Linked DNA regions of Zea mays: all the other regions are linked to region 2. Evidence: chromatin contacts called from public Hi-C data. All regions are on one chromosome and are shown on one strand. Each heading gives the region's core, a stretch centred on a gene start, on an enhancer-like site or on the middle of the called end of the contact. The rest is flanking DNA. Distances are from core to core; before and after follow the strand shown. Region 1 has its middle 88 kb from the start of LOC100275199. Region 2 overlaps LOC100277914. Region 3 has its middle 65 kb from the start of LOC109942279.

Region 1 (2,700 bases), core at 110-2,609, 290 kb before region 2:
ATATACTTTCACGCTGAATTGTAATCACTCTCTCGCGTCTTCACCTTTCGAGCAAGTCGAAGGTGTCAATGTAATATGAATTCTATTAATATTCATACATGTTTTATAGAATACAAATACAAATGAATTAATGAGATATACTTACTGCCTTGGTTTCTTTACATTCTTATTTTACATATTGAATGGTGAAGGCATGTCTTCCATGGCCTTCGTCTGATGATCATTATGTCCATGGGGAGATAATGCTTCGGAAGACGAAGGTCCCTAATAATTAACAATTGTGTTGCCTTGTTCTTATTTCACAACATTCGAGAACAAGTAACCAACAATATTAAAACTCTAAACCTAGAAACTCTTTTCTCACCTAATTCACGTAAACCTAAATTGGTGCCTTATACTAACTCGGCCATGAACAACCACCATACATACATAGTGGGTTGTATAACCAATCTAGCCCAACCCAAAAGCAAAACAACTAAACCTGATTGTACCTATTCTTGATTTACCTTAAGAGACCTACTAAGTTGTTTGGGTTACCTACTAATCTGTCTTAACTACATGTCCCTAACTCGGATGATATCACCAAGGCACCAAGACCCGAGGAGAGAAGACCAACCTCGTCAGTGAAGGATAAGAGTCAGACAAGATCTTCAGACAAGTCAGGATCCACCATCTAGAATGGACGCCTTCTTTGTTATTACCTTTTCTCTTACCCCAACCTTGTCTACTTCTACCTAGACATAAGGTACCCTTGCTTTTCTAGCCACTTGTTAATCAGTATTAAAGACATAAAAAAACTTTGGCATACAAAAAAATAGAAACTAAAAGCTAAAAAAAGACACAAACCAAACTTACTACATCACTTTCTCTACTAATCTCGAGGACGAGATTATTTTTAAGGTGGTAGAATTTGTAACACCACAAAATTCTAATTTTGAGTTTAGGAAATATTTTTATTAAAGTTTTAAAGTTTAAATATTTTTCTAAGGGATACATATAATTTTTTTGGATGTGTATTTAAAACTATTTTCTTTGATGAATAAAGGGGTGAAACTATTTTATGTTAATTACTCCTTTCATGAATTATATATTTAGAAGTATTTATATAAATGAGTCAAAATTTAATAAATTAAATAAAACTTGCATTCATGTTGTGATCTTTGATTGTGCATTTAAAAATCCTGTTTATTCAAACTTGATTTGAAACAAGATTGTTGAATTTATAAAATAGAGAACAGAAATAGAAAAAAGAAAAGGGGAATAACCAGTGTGGGCCGAATTCCCTCATCCCGGCCCACCTCTCTTCTTGCAACCGCACAGCCCATCGCGCCTTCTCATCTATTACACTAATGAGTGGGACCCTCTGGTCGGTAGCTCCTCGTCCGCACCAGGTATCTTGCTGGCGGCTACTATATCTGCCGTGTGGGGCCGTTACGATAGTCTAACGGCCACGCCTGCCTCACCAGATGGGAGATGGCCACTGCTGCGTAGGCCCAGATCATGAGGAGCATCCTTTCTGTCGTGATCTTCACAAATCGGACTCCGCTCGCTCACTGCGCCGCTCGAATCAGCCTCAACCAATTTTCGTTGGTAGGGAGTTCGTCGTATCCTCCAAGGATTCTGGATCCTTGGGTTATATATGCAGGCCTCACTCCGCCGTCATCTATCGCATGTCGAGAGCCACCGAGAGCCCTTCGCCTCTCTATCACCGGTCGCAGAGGGAAAAGAGCACCAGCGGCCGGGTCCATGCAGCCCCGTTGCCGCGACCGTGAGAGAGCACGGGAGAGCTCGCCAACATCTACAACAGTGCACCGTGGTTCAAACCTTTGGGGAGGTAGCTGCGTAATCGGGCTTTTCATCGGAGAAGACCGCCACCGCGGAACCTCATCCACAGCGCCTGCTAGAGGCCGGGAGCAGGCCGCGGAGATTCATCCTTGGACGCTTAGGAGTCCAAAAATCAACTAAAATCTCATTCTTATTTAAAATTAAATAAGAAGATTGATTTTAGCCTCTCCAATTTTCTTCGGTTTTATGGTTCCCAAACTAGTCTTTGGTGAAAGTGGTTCAGCGTACGTAGGTGGCTGTGGTTCGCGAGTAATTCATCATCAGCGTTCTGAACCCAACGCAAACCCACCCACATCGTGGATAGGGGACAACGTCCTACTCCATTGTCGGTAAGTAGCTTCATCACGTTCACAAACTTGTACTACATGTGTAGAACGTTTCGGGGTGAAGGTTGAGGCGCCAGAGCCCAGTGGCGGATTCAGGATTGATCCAAGAGAGGGGCTACTAAACTAAGGCTATAAAAAAAATTAAACCAAACAAAAAAATATAATTGATGTTTAATATGACACAAGAAGTAAGATATAATTTAAACATTCAAGGAATATGTAGCCTAAAAATAAGTCGATACGAATTCTAGAAATACAATAATCAATACATATCATTCATGATTTGATGCAGGGAAATACTCATGTCTCCAATGCTCACCTCCATCTTAGAGGCCCGTTGCTCTGATCCCGACCGTCCTGCGCTGCGCCCTTCAGCTGATTCCTAAACAACAGAAACAATACACATCAATCACAAGTGCCCTTCAGCTGATTCCTAACAGCATAAACAATACGCATCAATCACAAAACCGAACTGCGGCATCGACTGCAAAATCACATTAAAAACATGTGAAATCTTTTCAGTTGAAGA
Region 2 (2,700 bases), core at 112-2,611:
ATTTATGTAATTTACAGTAACTCACAAAGTTAAACTTATTTATTGTAACCTGTAAAATTAAACTAATTTGTAGGTTGACTAACAACCCGCCTCATCCTGCACTGTACCAGCCTCTAGTGCTCATCAACTCTTTGACAAGCCACGTTCCAATCTACTTGGTAGATTGTTATAGTGATTGGGAAAAACACATGGAGAACACTAAGATGGCTGCATGAGCATGCGCGGTTCGTGGGGAGTAGGTGAGGACGCTACGCTAGCACCTCGCCGGTCATCAAGCTACCAGGGCTCGCATGCCTCCCCGACCGCCACGATACACATCTTCGTCGCTAGGCTCATGGGCCTACCTGCTGCCAACATGGTGGTCGTCGCGCCCATGGACTCATGGGCAAGACGGTGAACTATGAGAGAGAATATTTGGAAGAAAAAAGTTAGGAGAACGAAGGAGAGAACAAGAAATTCGACCCGATTATTTTTTGAGGGTCTAATAGAGATAAAAACTAAAGGAAATGGATGGAAAAACCTACATCGAGCAACAACATAAAACAAATAGATACAGAGAAAACATTTTGTTGTTGTTTGCTTGTCAGTGGTGTACATATACTATGGTCATTGTTCTTTGAGCCATTAAACCACTTGACATTGAGAAGAGTGAATGGCTAGAATGACATTTTGTGCTATAATTTATCACGATGTGAAACTTTAGCTAATACACTATTGTATATTAAGACGATTTTGGTTTCTTAAATACAGGATAAATACATGTAACCCAGCTAAAAACAGGATAAACTTTAGCTAATACACTAATACATATTAAGACAATTTTGATAAACTTTAGCTAATACACCAATGCATATTAAGACAATTTTGGTTTCTTAAATACGGGATAAATATAGGTAACCCAGCTAAAAATGGATCCACAAAAACGAGTGAGGTAGACACTCACGTTTCTGCCTCGTTTCCGAAATTCTTTTTCGCAACTACAAAAACAGTTTCATCAAATGTGAAAAACGATTAAGTCAGAATAAAATTTTACCCTTCCATTTCCAAGCCTAGGGTGATACACTTGTTTTCTAGGGTTCTAAGGCTATCCGCAGCGGTTTCCTTTAAATTTTTTTCTCTATATAATTTTTTTATGTCACATTATCAACATTTCATCCCCTATTTTTTCATCTCCAGCAGCGGTTCCCCCTATTTTATCCCCATATACCACACTACAACCATAAAATATCATTTTCTATACCTACTTTTCATCTCATATCAATTTTTCATTTACTAACAATTAATCGCGGACCCATAACACAGCAGAAGGGAGAGGAAACGAGCGCACGCTGCATCCAGCGAAGGAGAGGGGGGCAGTGGTGCGGCGTCTAGCGGCTGCCTATTGCGAGGGGGGGGGGGGCAGCCGCGGGAAGCGTCGCGGGTAGCCTAACTAGACTTGATCAAAAGGAATCTATCTTTATAAAAAAAACTTACAATTTACAAGAGGGAGAGCGAGTATAAGTATACATAGTTTTGTCGAATCAGTTTTAGGGTTTAGGGTTTTAGTATGTTTGTCTACTTGAACAGTGAACAAGACCAGCTACCGTATCTTAATTTCTTGAAGACAAGACTATAGCAAAAAATTGGAAGGGGCAAACATCCTTCCAAGCTGCACTGTTTCACTTAACTATACACCAATGTACCAAGATCCAGTTTAGACTTGATGAGAACAGCTAAAACACCAAGGCATGAAAATATCTACATTGATTGCGGAAAAAGTATGGGGAAAAGGTTTCCAGGTGCCAGTGTTCCCTCAGAATGTGGACAAGATGTCAAGATGTACTAAAGGAAAATAAACCATCGCAAGGAACATTAAGGCACAACCATTCCATTCTATTGAGAATTATTCAGATGGTAGATGCTCTGGAGCCAATGAGCTCCAAAAACTTTGAACAAAACTTTACCAATGCAAAGCACAGTTAGTTTGGAGGGATCAATCTTCTGGGATTCGCCATCTTCTCAAAGCCTTCTCAAGTGTCTCAGCTCGTTCATGGACATGTGCTGCTTCATCTTCCACCCAAGTTCTGAAATAAGATGGTATATGTGTAAGATCAGTACCAAACATCTTTTTTTCCTTTTCAATTTAGCCCAAGAGTACCCATACAACAAATTAGGCCTAGTTTAGGTACTCTAGTAATGAGTGGGATTGGAGTGGATTGAGATGTATTAAGAGAGTATTTGATCTATTGGGGATTTACACCCTCTCCAATCCCTCCAAAACACTCTAATATCAAAGTATTCAAACTAGGCCTTAAGGGGTTGTTTGGAAACAAGAGTAATGGAGTGGATTGAGGGGGCCAAAATTCCTTACTATTCAGGGGGTGTTTGATTTCTAGGGACTAATTTTTAGTCCCTCTATTTTATTTTATTTTAGTCCTTAAATTGCTAAATAAATAAACTAAACTAGAGTTTTAGTTTAGGGACTAAATGGAATAAAATGGAGAGATTAAAAATTAGTCCCTAGAAACCAAACACCGCCTCAATTTTGAATAGTAAGGGATTTTAGCCCCTCAATCCACTCCATTACCCTTGCTCCCAAACAAGCCCTAAATGTGAACTTATAAATACCCCAAAGTACCAAGTCTAGATAGATAAATGTTGTACAGTTGGTATCCAGCACCGACAACACATTTTACATTTTAGGGTTTGTCCATGTAAAAA
Region 3 (2,700 bases), core at 66-2,565, 330 kb before region 2:
CCGTGCGAGAGATTTTAGTAAGCTAAATAGTTTAACATTTGAGTATAATTTTCTATTTTTAGAATCACTCCGTTTTATATCACACTAATCACTGTACTCCGAAACCAAACGCGGAGAAGAGAAAAGAAATACTAGCTTCAATTTTAAGACAAGAAAAGAAATAAAAATAACTCCTTGATACGGTGCGCGGAGAAGAGATGCCGACGAAGGCGAGCAGAGCCTGACACAAACTGAAATATTTTCATACTCAAAACACTCATGACCAATCAAGATAAAGAAAGCTCCATCCTTAACAAAAATATCTGGCACACACATGTTGCATCATTCGGCAACCCTCTTGCCAACTTTCATTATCATTTTTGACAATTCTGCAACTAAACAATCTAACTAATCCAGATGCATGAAGTGATAAACCCTTCATTCGATCGCAGAAGCAAAACTAGAGCTAGGATTCAAACGATGAACATAAACCAAACAAGACACTACGAAACCCGACGATGCAATGCGAGCGTATCGATCCTATCTACAATGCAAGCTGATCGATTCATCTGCACCATCGACTCGCGTGGGTAAACTCACGTCGTCGTCGTCGCCGTCGCAGCCGCCGCGTGTCAGCACCTGGTGCCGCGGCGCGGCGTGCCGTGGGCCGCCAGTGGCGACGGTGACGCTGGCGGCGCGTTGCTGCCCTTGATGAATTCGAGGCACTCGGCGACGGCGCGTGCGTAGAAGGAGTTGGACCGCATGCACGGCGGCCGCCGCGGTGGCTTACTGCTGCTGCTCCCGCCGTCCCCGGCGGCCTGTCGTCCGGTCTTCCCTCCGGCGAGGGAGCGTTTCTGACCGGCCACAAGAAACCTCCTGCTGCCGGTGGCAGCGGCAGGGGGCGAGCTCGCCTTCACAGCACCGGCTGCCGCTGCCATCCGGCCCTTCGTGAGTAGCCGTAGGTTGCGCACGCAACGGCCCAGGAGCCCCAGCAGCGTCCACAGCTTGGCACGGAGCCTGCGCACGGTGATGCGCGTCGGGCTGAGCCGGACTCCCCTCGCCGTCCGTCGCCACCGCCGCAGGCCCAGCCTCGTGTAGGATGAGTACTTCAGATCACTCATGATTAGTAAGTTCCTCTCTCTGATCTCTCTTTTTCTTAATTGATGATAATTGCCCTGGCACTGGTTGTACGTACCTTAGCTAGCTAAAACCACCTGTCACAATCTAACTCTCTGATATGATTATATATAGCACCGGCCTGTGCATGTGACTGTGAGCTCAGTTGTGTAAGGTGCGTGGGCGTCGAGTCAAGTGGCTGCATTTATAGGGGAGCAAGAGGTGGAAGAAGAAGATGGCAGGAAGGTTGGTGCCTCTTTGACGGTCGAGAGCACTACTGGAGTGTGATGGCAGATTCGGGGACACGGCGGGATTGATTAATTGGCTTAATGGAGCGTGTGATCATCACCGAGTATGGACAAAAAAGCGAAAAAGCATCACTTGTTGGTCAGTGCGTGTGTGCGTGCTAATGATCGTGCAAGTTTAATCTTTTTTAATGTTTTTGAAGTTGATCATGCAAAATGTGAAAGGGGCGCGCCATCGGTTCACGCGTAATTGTGTCTGCACTCTGCAGTCTGCACCTTACCGTGTGTAAAATATGGCTGCTCTCGCCTAGCTACTGGTGTTCCTGCGGAGCAGAGATTCCACATGCTCGCTAGGAGTCTCTCTCTATCATAAGAGTATCCTATAGATGTCCAAACGGGCCACCCGGCACGGACCCGGCCCGAACCCGTTTCGGCCCGGTACGAATAGGGCCGGGCCAGGCACGGCCCGTTGATGCTTCGGGCCGGGTCGGGCTGGCCCACGTGCCTAGAGACATGCCCAAACCCGGCACGCACAGGAAAAAATCGTGCCGGGCCGGCCCGTTGGCCCGGTGGGCCTCAACGGACCGGGCCGGGCACTGGCCCGAACCAACAGTAGAACGGTATATAAATACATATATTTAACATAATTAATCATATATAATAACATATTATTTATATATATTAAGACAACAAAATATTTATGTATGCATTTTATATTTATGTATGCATTTTATATATGTTTGGCCGCGTATTTAGTATTTACATACTATGAGAGAATTAAATGTATTTACATATTTAGTATTTACATACATATGTGGGCCGCCGTCGTGCCGACCCATTTATCGTGCCGGGCCGGGCCAAAGCACGCGGGCCGCCGTATGTGCCCATACCCGGCCCGCTAAACGGGCCGTGCCGGCCCGGGCCCGTAACCGACCGTGCCGGGCCGTGTTTGGACCGGGCTAAATTCGTGCCGTGCCACGGGCCAAACGGGCGGCCCGCACTGTTTGGACATCTATAGAGTATCCTAAGAATAGACCTCTAGTATACCGCGGAACAAGTTTACGTTTGCAGTAGGCGAGAGGTTCAACAGTACAAAGCTGTAACGACCGAAATTGTTATGATACTGTTTTGGAGACGCCAATCACTCAAAAGAACCAGCGGCGGTGCTCTCTGGTCAGGCGCAGACGGTCCGCGGCACAGAGTCGGACGGTTCGCGACCTGGCGCGAGGCGGCGGTGCTCTCTGTTCAGACGCGGACGGTCCGCGGCACAGGGCCGGATGGTCCGCGACCTGGTGCAGGAGCTAGGATTCCCTACCTGACGGCCGGACGGTCCGCGCCCTAGGGCCGGACGGTCCGCGCG

What was found. A called contact is a pair of places that touch in the nucleus more often than the background predicts.
Region 1: a Hi-C map of ear shows a contact between it and region 2, with 4 times the contacts expected there. The contact joins two enhancer-like sites. A contact is called at or near these places in 2 of 25 Hi-C or Micro-C datasets (ear and leaf).
Region 3: a Hi-C map of tassel shows a contact between it and region 2, with 3 times the contacts expected there. The contact joins two enhancer-like sites. A contact is called at or near these places in 2 of 25 Hi-C or Micro-C datasets (ear and tassel).

Annotation. Positions count from the first base shown.
Region 1 is chr9:49,512,297-49,514,996 of Zm-B73-REFERENCE-NAM-5.0, forward strand. No RefSeq gene overlaps it. Among protein-coding and RNA genes, the nearest start is that of LOC100275199, 88 kb to the right of the region's middle. Within about 2 kb of position 1,360, at least 18 of the 20 cell types and tissues checked have an H3K27ac peak or open chromatin away from gene starts, as enhancers often do. A contact at or near this core is called in ear, where this site is marked.
Region 2 is chr9:49,798,245-49,800,944 of Zm-B73-REFERENCE-NAM-5.0, forward strand. LOC100277914 reads right to left here. Exons shown (of 10, transcript NM_001279425.1): 10 at 1,710-2,063. The coding sequence ends at 1,973. Among protein-coding and RNA genes, the nearest start is that of LOC100277914, 27 kb to the right of the region's middle. Within about 2 kb of position 1,362, at least 6 of the 20 cell types and tissues checked have an H3K27ac peak or open chromatin away from gene starts, as enhancers often do. A contact at or near this core is called in ear and tassel, where this site is marked.
Region 3 is chr9:49,467,111-49,469,810 of Zm-B73-REFERENCE-NAM-5.0, forward strand. No RefSeq gene overlaps it. Among protein-coding and RNA genes, the nearest start is that of LOC109942279, 65 kb to the left of the region's middle. Within about 2 kb of position 1,316, at least 6 of the 20 cell types and tissues checked have an H3K27ac peak or open chromatin away from gene starts, as enhancers often do. A contact at or near this core is called in tassel, where this site is marked.